4 separate regions of the Mus musculus genome follow, and regions 1, 2 and 3 are each linked to region 4. The links are chromatin contacts, called in public HiCAR-type and HiChIP or PLAC-seq maps. All regions are on one chromosome and are shown on one strand. Each heading gives the region's core, a stretch centred on a gene start, on an enhancer-like site or on the middle of the called end of the contact. The rest is flanking DNA. Distances are from core to core; before and after follow the strand shown.

Evidence for each region. HiCAR-type assays count read pairs that join an accessible place to other places. HiChIP or PLAC-seq counts read pairs in DNA pulled down with a chosen protein or histone mark.
Region 1: a HiCAR-type map of astrocytes shows a contact between it and region 4, with 2.8 times the contacts expected there. The contact joins two enhancer-like sites.
Region 2: a contact with region 4 is called in a HiCAR-type map of astrocytes, with 2.7 times the contacts expected there. The contact joins two enhancer-like sites. A contact is called at or near these places in 4 of 115 datasets of contacts at active chromatin or transcription factors (astrocytes, embryonic forebrain, embryonic hindbrain and 1 more).
Region 3: an H3K4me3 HiChIP or PLAC-seq map of forebrain shows a contact between it and region 4, with 13 times the contacts expected there. The contact joins two enhancer-like sites. A contact is called at or near these places in 1 of 15 datasets of contacts at CTCF or cohesin (large pre-B cells), 26 of 484 Hi-C or Micro-C datasets (the 63-12 cell line, the C2C12 cell line, CD4 T cells and 14 more), 9 of 115 datasets of contacts at active chromatin or transcription factors (embryonic basal ganglia, embryonic forebrain, embryonic midbrain and 3 more) and 1 of 9 other capture datasets (embryonic stem cells).

The regions. Positions count from the first base shown.
Region 1 is chr7:63,904,010-63,906,709 of GRCm38.p6, reverse strand. The region is part of intron 1 of Klf13 (Kruppel-like factor 13); the gene reads left to right. Among named protein-coding and RNA genes, the nearest start is that of Gm27252, 9.0 kb to the right of the region's middle. Within about 2 kb of position 1,304, at least 114 of the 459 cell types and tissues checked have an H3K27ac peak or open chromatin away from gene starts, as enhancers often do. A contact at or near this core is called in astrocytes, where this site is marked.
Region 2 is chr7:63,924,490-63,927,189 of GRCm38.p6, reverse strand. All of the region lies in intron 1 of Klf13 (Kruppel-like factor 13), which reads left to right. Among named protein-coding and RNA genes, the nearest start is that of E030018B13Rik, 9.0 kb to the right of the region's middle. Within about 2 kb of position 1,374, at least 300 of the 459 cell types and tissues checked have an H3K27ac peak or open chromatin away from gene starts, as enhancers often do. A contact at or near this core is called in astrocytes and forebrain, where this site is marked.
Region 3 is chr7:63,754,189-63,756,888 of GRCm38.p6, reverse strand. It overlaps Otud7a (OTU domain containing 7A), which reads right to left. Exons shown (of 14, transcript NM_130880.1): 12 at 2,143-2,257; 13 at 1,889-1,973. Among named protein-coding and RNA genes, the nearest start is that of Gm39023, 97 kb to the left of the region's middle. Within about 2 kb of position 1,433, at least 90 of the 459 cell types and tissues checked have an H3K27ac peak or open chromatin away from gene starts, as enhancers often do. A contact at or near this core is called in cortical neurons and forebrain, where this site is marked.
Region 4 is chr7:64,724,828-64,727,527 of GRCm38.p6, reverse strand. The region is part of intron 6 of Apba2 (amyloid beta (A4) precursor protein-binding, family A, member 2); the gene reads right to left. Among named protein-coding and RNA genes, the nearest start is that of Nsmce3, 150 kb to the left of the region's middle. Within about 2 kb of position 1,432, at least 33 of the 459 cell types and tissues checked have an H3K27ac peak or open chromatin away from gene starts, as enhancers often do. A contact at or near this core is called in astrocytes, cortical neurons and forebrain, where this site is marked.

The DNA.
Region 1 (2,700 bases), core at 55-2,554, 820 kb after region 4:
CCACCACCACAGCAGCCAAAACCCATCAATTGCCACATAGCTTGTCAGCTGGTGGTAGGAGCTCGTGAGCCCTTCCCTGGCCCATGCTAGAATGCGCACAGGCTTGATCTTGTGCAGGTAACGTCAGAGGATGTGAGCTCATTAGTGCAGCAGCCATGCCAAGTCAAAAAGAGGTAGACCTTCAACAATTTTGAGGGGTATTGGCTATGATGTTCAATTTCACTGTCAACCAAACTGGATTTAGAATCACCCAGGAGACACTTCTCTGGGAAGACCTACCTGATGTGTGTGGGTGATACCACCTGATGATCTGGGGTCCCAGACTATATAAAAAGCAGACACACACCAGCATTAATCGTTCTGCTACCCGAGAATGCAATGTAACCAGCTGCCCGGTGCTCCTGCCTCCTGCCACGATGAACTGTTGTTCTCCAAACCCTGAGCCCAGAATAAAGTCTTCCTTACATCTCTGGTCAGGTACTTAGACACAGCAACAAGAATAGCAATTCTACACAGGCTAAGTATTCTGTAGACTGTCCCTCAGCCTGTAGCTGTCTGATCTTTCTTTCTCTCATGGTTGGACTGGGTTTGTGGCTTTCGGAGGTAAACACAGCAGAAAGGAAGAGTCTTTCCATTTCATGCCTGTGGGGAATCCAGTTCATGTGAATTTAGTGCTATTTATGTTGTTACTCAAATATCCCAGCCCTGGACAGGGACTCTTTAGGCCTGTTCCTGTGTCCTTTTGACATGCCCCTTCGTTTTTGAATTTTTGTCTGTTTCCTGACTTTCTGGCATTATATGATGCTCGGGCTTACGGACTTTTCCTGTCCCAGCCCACAGATCAAATCCAAAGGACCCTGTTTCCTCTCACTGCAGAATGGTATCAGAATCCAGGATCTGGGTGTGCTCCTTGTGACTGGGGTGTGGCTGCCACTATGCCACTCTGCGTAGAGCTGTGTGTGTGTGTGTGTGTGTGTGTGTGTGTGTGTGTGTGTAACATTTACATTGTTTAACACATTAACGAAATACACCATATCTCTCTGTCCTTCCATATCTAGCTCTTCTTATTTGTGGCCAGCCTCTGGGACTAGACTCCCAGTGGACTGCCCCTTTCTGTGACCCCTCTACATCTACCCCCCAGCAGTGGCCTTACCTGTGTCCCCTTTCCTTAGTGCACCCGGGAGGCAGGTGTAGATTGTTAGACCACGCTTAGAGTTGATGTTTTGCTGACTACAGTGCAGGTCCTTTTGCCTGCTCTTAAAGAGTTTCCAGTCACAGCACTGTGTTCCCAGTAACTTAGGTCAGCTGCTGTCCCACCCTGCACAAAGGCATGTGACTCAGTCTGTCCCAGCCTGGGATTCCCCAGCTTCCTGGTTGGTGTTTATTTGTGTAGCCTGAAATGCCTTGTTTGTGAATACAGTTCCAAGTGCTGGGGTGGTGGTGGTTGTTGTTGTTGTTATGGTGTTGGGTTGAGATGGAGACTGCACTAAGGTTACCCCCAACCCCAGAACTGACAAATGCAGTCTTTATCTACTTACTGTCCTTATACCACTATAGAAGTCACCCTGTTCATCCCCTTATAGACGCTAACCAGTCTCACATCCCTCTGTCCTTGGTGGGATTTCTGTCTATAGGTCTGTGATTTACAGAATGAAATATAAATAGAGCCATGGGAAGTGCAGCCTTTTATGTCTGGTTGTTTCACCTTAGCAAAGTTCATTCATAACTTATCCATTTTGTTGTGAGTCAGGAGCTTCTTTTTAACCATTGAATAATATTCCATTGTGTGGATACACCAAAATCTGTCTCTCCATCTGTAGAAAGTCCATGCCTCCATTTGAGATAGTTACGAATAGCTGTTTTAAGGTTTGTGTACAGGTCTTAGTATGAAATCTATTTTTAGTTCACCTTGGTGAAGGCCTATGAGTGGGGTTAGGGTGTTGTGTATAAGGTTGTATAAATTCATAAGACTCTGTGGGAGACTTTGCACAGTGGCTGTTTCTCTCTCCTAGTGTGAGAGTGAATTGGTCCAGCAGCACTCAGTGCTGGCAACTTTCTGATTCTAACATTGCCATGAACGTGTGGAGTGCTGTCCTCTCCTGTTCTCATTTGTAGTCATAAGGTCAGAAGATGCTGAGCACCCGTGAGCTGTTGACCATCCTCTTCAACATCCTTCTCAGACTATTGTTGAAGCTGGGAGCTTATTGTTGAAACTTCAGAGCAGTTTATATATGCCGGATGACTGCAAGTTCTCTCTCTCTCTCTCTCTTTCACCCGTCCCCCCCCCCCCCCACACACACACACACACACTCTGTTTCTTTCTGATTTTTTGAGACATGATTTCTCTGTGTAATACCCAGACAGAGACTGTTGATGCTGGCTTCTGAAATGGGATATGGTCCCTTCAGTTCAGGATGACAAAGCAGGCCCCCATGTGGCTCTCTGCAGCTTGGGGACGAGGAGCCAGGAAGATAGACACACTGTTGTTGTTCCTTTGGAAAGCAGTTCTGCGACCTAAGGATTGAGTGGGAAGAGATGGAAATGTCTGCTCTTTGGGTTCAGCTCACTCTCCCTCATAGCTTGATAGCCTGGAGAAGAGCTTTGACAGAGCATTCTGCATCTGAAAGCTTTTACAGTGGCTATTTCTCCCGTCGCATATATCTCCAGTAGTAATAGGGCGGAGCTCCTGAGAGAGCCTGT
Region 2 (2,700 bases), core at 125-2,624, 800 kb after region 4:
CTCCATTGTCTACCTCCCCCCACCCCCCACCCTCCCACCCCGCCCCCCAGACAGGGTTTCTCTATGTAGCCCTGGCTATCCTGGAACTCACTCTGTAGACCAGGCTGGCCTCGAACTCAAATCTGCCTCCCAAGTGCTCCACCACTGCACGGCTTAAATTTTTTTTTTTTCCTTCTCCATTGTCTTGACCCATGCCTCTCCGATCTCCTTGTTCTTGCTTCCACCCCACCTTAGTGGTGATGGTACCTACATGTTTCTCCCATGCTCCTCCCCTACCAGGTTTGCTGAGTGACCTGCAACATGTAGGTGGTCTTTAGGACCCTCGGACTGCCTTAGGTTCTCAGGAAGATTTTCTCTAATCTGCTGTTTCTGACTATCAGCCCCTGGCAGCACCTGGGACACACAGGGACTTTGAACTATCATCTTTTCCAGAGTGTCCTCCACCCCCAACCCCCTTTGCTACTTGGCCTGATACAACACACAGTGTCTTCTGTGTGAGCCCTGGGCTTTGTAGAATGTCCATATGTCAAGGCTGTGTGCCTGCCAGGCTTTGTGGAGGGATGTGGCTCTCTGAAAGAGAACAGTCAGGGTGTTACCTGCACTGGCACGGTTCTGCCATGTTAGCAATCAGAAAGCTGGTTTTCCCGAACTGCCAGGCCTGCAAGACTAGGTTCTGATGTGGCCTGTCCTGTGGATAGGCATTTTGCTTTGTCTAATTGTATCACTCTTAAGCCCACACTCTAGCTTTTGAAAAACTTCAGCCTTTATTTTCCTGTCCCCATTCTTCTACTCTGTCATAATAAGTAGTATCCCCTTACTAGAGATGGCATCCCAGGTTTTATATATGCTAGGCAAGTACTTTTTCCACTGAGCCCCAGCTATTTTCCTCTGTCAGTAATCTCGTTAAGTTTCCTGGGCTGTGCTGGAACTTAGGGTTCTCCTGCCCCAGCCTCTCGAAGAGCTAGAATTATAGCTCTTCACTCCCACATCTGGCTCATGGCCTGAATTATGATCCAGTGTTATGAACTCATTTGTTAAATTACCCGTGGAGCTCGGCTTGGAAGAAAGAGTTTATGTGGGTGTGTATGGATGCGTGCACACATACGAGCCATTCAGCCAGCACATAGGACAGTTGCTCCCTTGGATGGAAGTTAGCCATAAGCTGTCCTGTAGGTATACAGGCTGTAGCAGGAGTGTTTGTTGCTGTAGTGCCATGAGCCTTTCAGAAAGCCTGATGCCCTGCAAGAGCTGAGGAGGAGGGAGTAGTATGCTGGGCGTGACTGTGCCAACAGGGCTGTCCTCGGGATGTAGAGAGGGACCCGTAGTTAAGCACAAGGGACTCTGCCCTCCATCCCTTCAGGTCTCCTCACAGATGTGGAGCCTGGGTGGGTACTGAGTGTGGGCATGGGCTGTCCAGCTGAGGGTGCAGTCTGGGCACATCCACCCTTAATTTCCTCTTTGTACTTTGGACCCAAGCTGGTTCTAACTTGCCTTCAGTGGTTTCCAACCCCCAAGGAACCCCGGGGCACAGGGGACTGAAGGAAGGAGAATGTGGGCGCCTCTCCTTTGTGCTGTAGGTAGCTATGCAGGGGAGACGACTGCGTAGCCATGAAGGAAGCTGTGGCTTCCTCCTTCCGCTCTCTGGGGACACCCTGGCACCTATCCTCTGTGGTGTTGGGGAGGAGGTGGCTTGGTTGGCTGTTCCTGGTCCCAGCCAGGGTCCTCCTACACAGCAGAACTGGAGGTAAATACTGAGTTGCCTTGACAACCAAGCTGAGTCTGGGATCCAAGGGCTCCTTGGCTGGAGAAGCTTTCATTGTCTCAAGTTTCTAAGATGGGTTTCTATTTTGATTTTTTTTTTTTTTTTAATTAGCTAGTATGACTAAGATTGCAAAATGCCTGACCTGGTTCCCATAATTTCTTAATAAACATTTATATTCCTTTTATAGGAGGAACATTTCTGTGATTCATTGACTTTCTTTTAGGTTGGTGAGGCAGGGTGGGGGCAGCAGAGAGGGCACCCCACTGCCGACAGCTGGCACAGCGTAGGCTTCGGAGTACTGGCTGAGGGCCAGAGGCTAGGAGCGCTTACGTAAACACCACACCAGGATTTATTGGCTTTGAGGCTGATTAAGTTCCATGGAAAATTTTGGGGAGCTGTTTCTCTTCTCAGATGCCCATAAGTGGAGCTTCCAGAGCCCGGGGGCCACCTACCTTCCTGCCCAGAGCCAGTCTTCCTGGAGGAGTCTAGGGTGTGAACTGGTTTTACACCTCAGCCATGCCAGTGAGGATTATGTTTGCTGTTAAACTCTAACTGTTCTTGCAGGCAGTCTGGCAGCCTGGGTCAGCTGCACCTGGCCAGGCTCTCCTGCCCACATGCTTGGCTGTTGATGGGAGTGTCCCTGTGGGAATGGCCAGCCCATGAGTAGATTCAGCAGCAGGTTCCCATGGCCTCCTGTTTTGCCAGGGTCTCTTCTCCGACAGGTCACCTTATATATCCTTGCCCCAACAAAGAGCCTGGTGAGTAAGCTGGGAAGCGCATTCATTCACTTTTCTGGCCAGAAATGTTGGTCTAGGTCACCTGGTGGATGGTTTATCCATTGAGGCTCCCCTTACGGTTGTGTAGTGTCAGTCTCGTGGTTTATGTATGTCAAGGGGGCTGGATTGTTTTATGGGCTGTTTATTCCATTTTCAGTGTGG
Region 3 (2,700 bases), core at 184-2,683, 970 kb after region 4:
GGCCTTCCTCCATGGTCAGACTACTGGCACCATTAGAAACATGTCCCAGATCTCCGTGTAAAGGCAGAGGGCAGCAAGGAAGACAGCATCTCTCCCACACAGATGGATCACCTACTTATTCCAAGCAGGGGCTATGCACCTTGCCCTAAACCCCGTTCTTCATCTTGGACCACCACTCCCTTTATCCAGCTATGACATGCTACTTCAGGAGTTCCCTTCTCTAACTACAAATGGAATGCTAAGCTGAAAAGGATGCTGGAAATGGCTTCCAGTGAGGATGTGGGGTCTTGTGGGATGGCACTAGTGAAGGAATGCCATGGACAATAACCTGGACGACACTACCTGGGGGCAGCCAGTGAGGGCGAGACCATGCAGAGCATGGCTAGGCCAATCTCTGGGATAGGTGGCAAGCCTGAGAAGGCTATGAGAGGAGGTCATGCTGGGTAGGCAGCTGCCATAAGTTCTCCAAAGAGGGACCTTCCTGTGAGGAGAGTCATTGGAAAGACAGCATCTCTCCAGCCTGCATCTGGGTGTGTCAGGAACTAGTACATGCCTGGGCAGGCCTTTTCTGGTCTTTAGAAGAGAAGGGAGAAGCCATTGCTCCTCACTTTATTCTTTTCCTCTGCTCAAGCAGGTTCCAGAAGGATGAGCTGCTGTGGCTAGGTCAGTAGAAGCAAGGCTGGCAGACCTGTGCTGACCACCACCCAGGCAGAAATCCCTCCTTTCACTTGAGTTTGGAGAGAGTTGAGTTTTAGGTTGGCTTGCCGGGGATGGTAAAGAGTGTCAGCTTCAAGGTTGAAACAGGGAAAGGGGCCCCAGTAAGAGAGGGGCCTTGGCTGTGTGCCCTTTAGCAGTGGGGTTGTCTGCTGAGCTTTGTACTTGATATGGAGGTCACCAAGGTCTGGCCATGCATCCTGCTCTTTGTAGGGAAAAGATGTGCTCAGCTGGAAGGTACTGATTATGGATCTAGGGCTGCTGCCATTGCATACCACGTAGGTGCTACAGAGCATCATCCTGGGGCACAGTGGCACCTTCCAGCATGAGAGAGGCAAGATTCTGTCACTGACTGGCTGTCTCTTGTGCCCCAAGAACATGGCGAATCAGAGCCACGTGGGGGCGCCCTACTTGGATGATGTCCAGGCGAAGCGGAAGTGAGCAATCAGAACAGTGGGGCAGGAGCCATTCAGCGGGATGTCTCCTTTCAGTACTTTGAATCCGCTGGATACATAAGTAAACGGATGTCAGGGAGGACCAATTATTTGCAAGCAATTTTCACAAATCCCTTCCCTTGGGAGTTCCCTCCCAAGATTATGAAAACATCAGTCACAAACTTAAAAAGAATCTCTCAGCATCTGCAAGCAGGGGCAACCCCCATCCCACCCCCGGGATGGGTCCGCGTCTCTCCGCCTTCTGCTAGCTCCACCGGAGGCCACCTCCGCCTCAGGGAGGGGAAGGGCGCGCGCTGAGGACTAGCGCTGTTGGTTCCCTAGATTTTCTAAGGATCCACACACAGTTATAATTAATTCCGCTCTGCCGCGGCACATTTTGTTCCGATCTCTGCAGAGATAGTTTTGTGTTTTGACTTGCCTACGGTTTGCTTTGTGAGTGGGTGTGTTTATTCTTCTCCTGCTGTGTAAAATAAGAGGTGGAGGGGGGTGGGGGAGAGGGAGGGCCCCTAATACGCGCCCGCCTCCCACCGGGAGGAAGTGTTTGGACTAGGAATCAGTAGCTGGGTCCGGTTCTGGGGCATGAAGGTGTGGGACCTCCCCAAGGCGTGGAGCCGAGCGCTGCGCTGCGTGGAGACTTTGGGGAGGCACAGCATTGCCCGCACCGCACAGAGCGGCTGCTGCCCGGTCACTGGGTGGGGCTTCGTGCACTCGAGGCTCACCCGGGTCTCGGAGGGGATGCGGATCCACGTCACATTCATGTAGCTGTGTAGAAGGTTCAGCTTGGCTTCTAGGGACAGGATGAGGCTGACAAAAGAACACCCAGTGAGAAGCTCCGGAGGTGGCAGGAGCTCACTCGCCTGCGCGTGCAATCCTCTCCCTGCCCTTTAGTCCCCCAAATCCCAACAGGAGTCCTGTCACCACCACTCTCCCGCAGGGTGTTGGGGTCCGGACTGGACTGCGGGGCAGGTCTTACTTGGCTAACCGGGCATTGTCGTTGTCATCTTTCCCCCATTCCCAGTCCTTTCCCGGGTCCACAGCAAAGTGCAAGGGCAGCAGCTTGTGTTCCGAATCCGTCAGAGGGATCACAGCTGAAACAGAAGAGAGAGGCATGGTGACAGGCACCTCATCTGCCTGCCAGGAGGCTGGAGGCACCAGCAGAGTTCAGAGCTCAGAAATTCAAAAATAGCTGTCCCAGGGCAGGTAACCTAATGGAGACAGAAGGTAGACTCAGAACTTGCATACCACGAATGTTAAGACTATAGGTTTCAAACTTGTTTCTATTATGTAGGCGAAGAGCAAGCAGGTGGAGGCATCACCTGGACTGACAGGGTCTCTTTCTGTTAGAGGGCAGGCATCTCTCTGCTGTCAGGATGAGAAAAAGCTATGGGTGCTTTTGCTATTTCCGAAGAAAAACCCAGATGGGTGTGGTGAACCACGGAAGGCCACTTTTGGATGACCTGCTCCTTGCCTCCATTTCATCTCAGAGAAGGGCAGAATTTGCAAGTTGGGAGAGGTGTGAGCTGAGCTCTGC
Region 4 (2,700 bases), core at 183-2,682:
GGGGTCTGATGGAGCAGCCTGGAAGGTGACTAGAGCCATGCGGGACCTGAGTGAGTGGCTAGGACCGGTGTTTAGGAGAAAGGCGTGGTGGAGAGAGGAAACCTAAATTCTCTGCCTCTCACTGAAAGAGGGGAGAGAAGCTGACAATGATGGTACATGAAACATTAACCATTGCATAAACCAAGTATGTAAAGAAACATCGAATGACCCCCCCATAAGACCCTATATGAAACTTAAAAAGACTATGCTACTAACTATGTTAAATGTTATATATGGCTGTCTATATGGGGAAGGCTTCTACAGAGAAGGTAAGAGGGAAGCAGCCGGGACTGAACACCTTTATGCATGCCCTGTGTTGTGTGTTTATCTTAGACCCATGCAAGCACTTTGCAGAGTCATAGTCATACTGACAAAAGCTTGGTGTTTATTGAACTAGATTTTGTTTTTTTAAAAAAAGGAAAAATTTATTTATTTATTTATTTATTTATTTATTTAATGTATTCGAGTGCTCTACTTCCATGTAGACCTGCACTCTTGACAAGAGGGCGCTGGATCCCTTACAGATGGTTGTGAGCCACCATGTGGTTGCTGGGAATTGAACTCAGGACCTCTGGAAGAGCAGTCAGTGCTCTTAACCACTGAGCCATCTCTCCAGCCCCAAATGCTTGTTTCTAAGAATTCAAAAAAAGGGGGGGGGTAAATGAATCTGAATACTCATTTGTGACATAATCAAAAAACTAACTATGTCTCCCAAGCATTACAAAAAGCTGCCACGGGCACAGCATGGATCTAGGATAGGGTGTTATGGGAAGGGAGGAACTATAGGTCCCAGAGCCTCCCCGGGCATGGAGATGGTTCCTTCCCCCACTTGAGGCCATTTGGTGGTCCATTGCTGCTGGGCTGTGCTGGAAAGACAAGAATAAAAGCCAGGAACTCCTCACTGAGCCTCTGGGCTGCATCCTTGGCAACATCGATACTGCTGTCTCTGGAACTGGAGCGTGAGTAGCAGAGTTAAGACAAAAGCATAACCCCAATCCCATTGAGAATTGGAACCTGGGACAAAGGAACAAGAAAGCTCAAGTGCAAGGACTCCGAAGCCCCAGGAAAAATGTCCCTGTGAATCATTATGCAGTGCAACTTTGAAAATATAGCATACTAGTTATTGTTTATTGAGTATAATTGCATAAAAATTACCCCCGAATTTAGTGGCTTAAAACATCAAACACTTATTATCTTGGGACTCCAGCTATGGCTCAGCTGGGGCCTCTGGCTCAGAATCTCCATGGAGGCTGTAGTCAAGGTAATTGTGAAGCCTGTTACGATCTTAGGGCTGAACAAGAAAAACCAATTCCAACTTCCCTGCCAGGGCTGTTGGCAGAGACTTAGGTCCCTTGCCTGCTGGCCTCTCTGGAGGGCAGCTGAGGACCATAGCACAGCAGCTTGGCTCCCTTACAGAACAAGCAAGAGGGAGAGAAGCACAAACTGCTCTGTCTATAACCTAATCTTGGAAGCAACATCCTATTCAACTCTTTTACCAGCTCATGGTCAGGGTGAGGGGTATGCATGGCAGTAAGTATCAGGAATTGGGGTTGCTGTGAGCTTTGTGCCACATACCACATGTGACTACTTCCTAAGCTCTGCAGCAAGGAGCCTCAACCTCACCCAGATTTTAGTCTCTAAGCAGTACTTCACCTTGTTCCACGATAAAATAAATAATTGACTTCACTCCCAGGACAAAATAAATAAATTATGTCAGACTATTGGAACACACTAAGGCTGCCACGAGAAGACTTAGGAACTAACCTCCAAAGGCCAGTTGATTAGAGGTATGGAGGCATCTATAAGCAAGATGTCTTCAGGGCCACTTCATCAGGCTGTGACCCAAGGATGCCCAGTGATAGTCCCTAAGCCCACTGTTTATACTTTTACAGGTTGGTGGGGAAACCCACTCTATTAAACATTGCTAAAGTGAAGGATTCAAGACTTTGCCAGCTTTTCTTGTGTGCACTATAATCAGGATAACCAAATGCCTGACATGGAGAAGTTTGTCCATATAGAAGTTCACAGAACCAACAGCCAGGAAAGGATGCTATCACAGTAACCAGTAAATGGATCTAGACAATGATCATTGATTGTCACTAAAATCATCAAAAGAGAGATAACCAGGTTCTGTGAGCTTCCTAATAAAAGATGATATTTATGAAGTTCTACCCACACAATCAGACTGATTATGACTGCTCCATATCTAAACCCTGACCATTTTCCTGGGCATAGACAGAGGACCATGCAGACAATGCCATCGGGAAGCAACCATACTAGCCTAGGGTGCAAAAAGTGCCATCAGGTGAACGATGCAGATTTATACTGTGTGTCAACAAGACTGCTATGAAAAAGAAACCAGTCATGGCCAGCTTTAATTTTCAGCATGATGCGTCCTCTGAACCAGCCTCCCTGGAGGAACTGTCTAGATCAGATGTGGGCATGTCTGTGGGGGCTTGTCTTGATTGCTAATCGAAGGAGCAGAACACAGCTCATTATGGGCGGCACTTTCCCTAACACTGATGCTGGGTTATATAAGAAAGCTGGGTAAACACATAGTCTTTGAGCAAGCCAACAAGCAGCAGTCCCTCCATGGCTTCTGATTCAAGCTCCTGCTCAAGTCCCTGCTCTGACTTCCCTCAGTGATGAACCATCACCGGC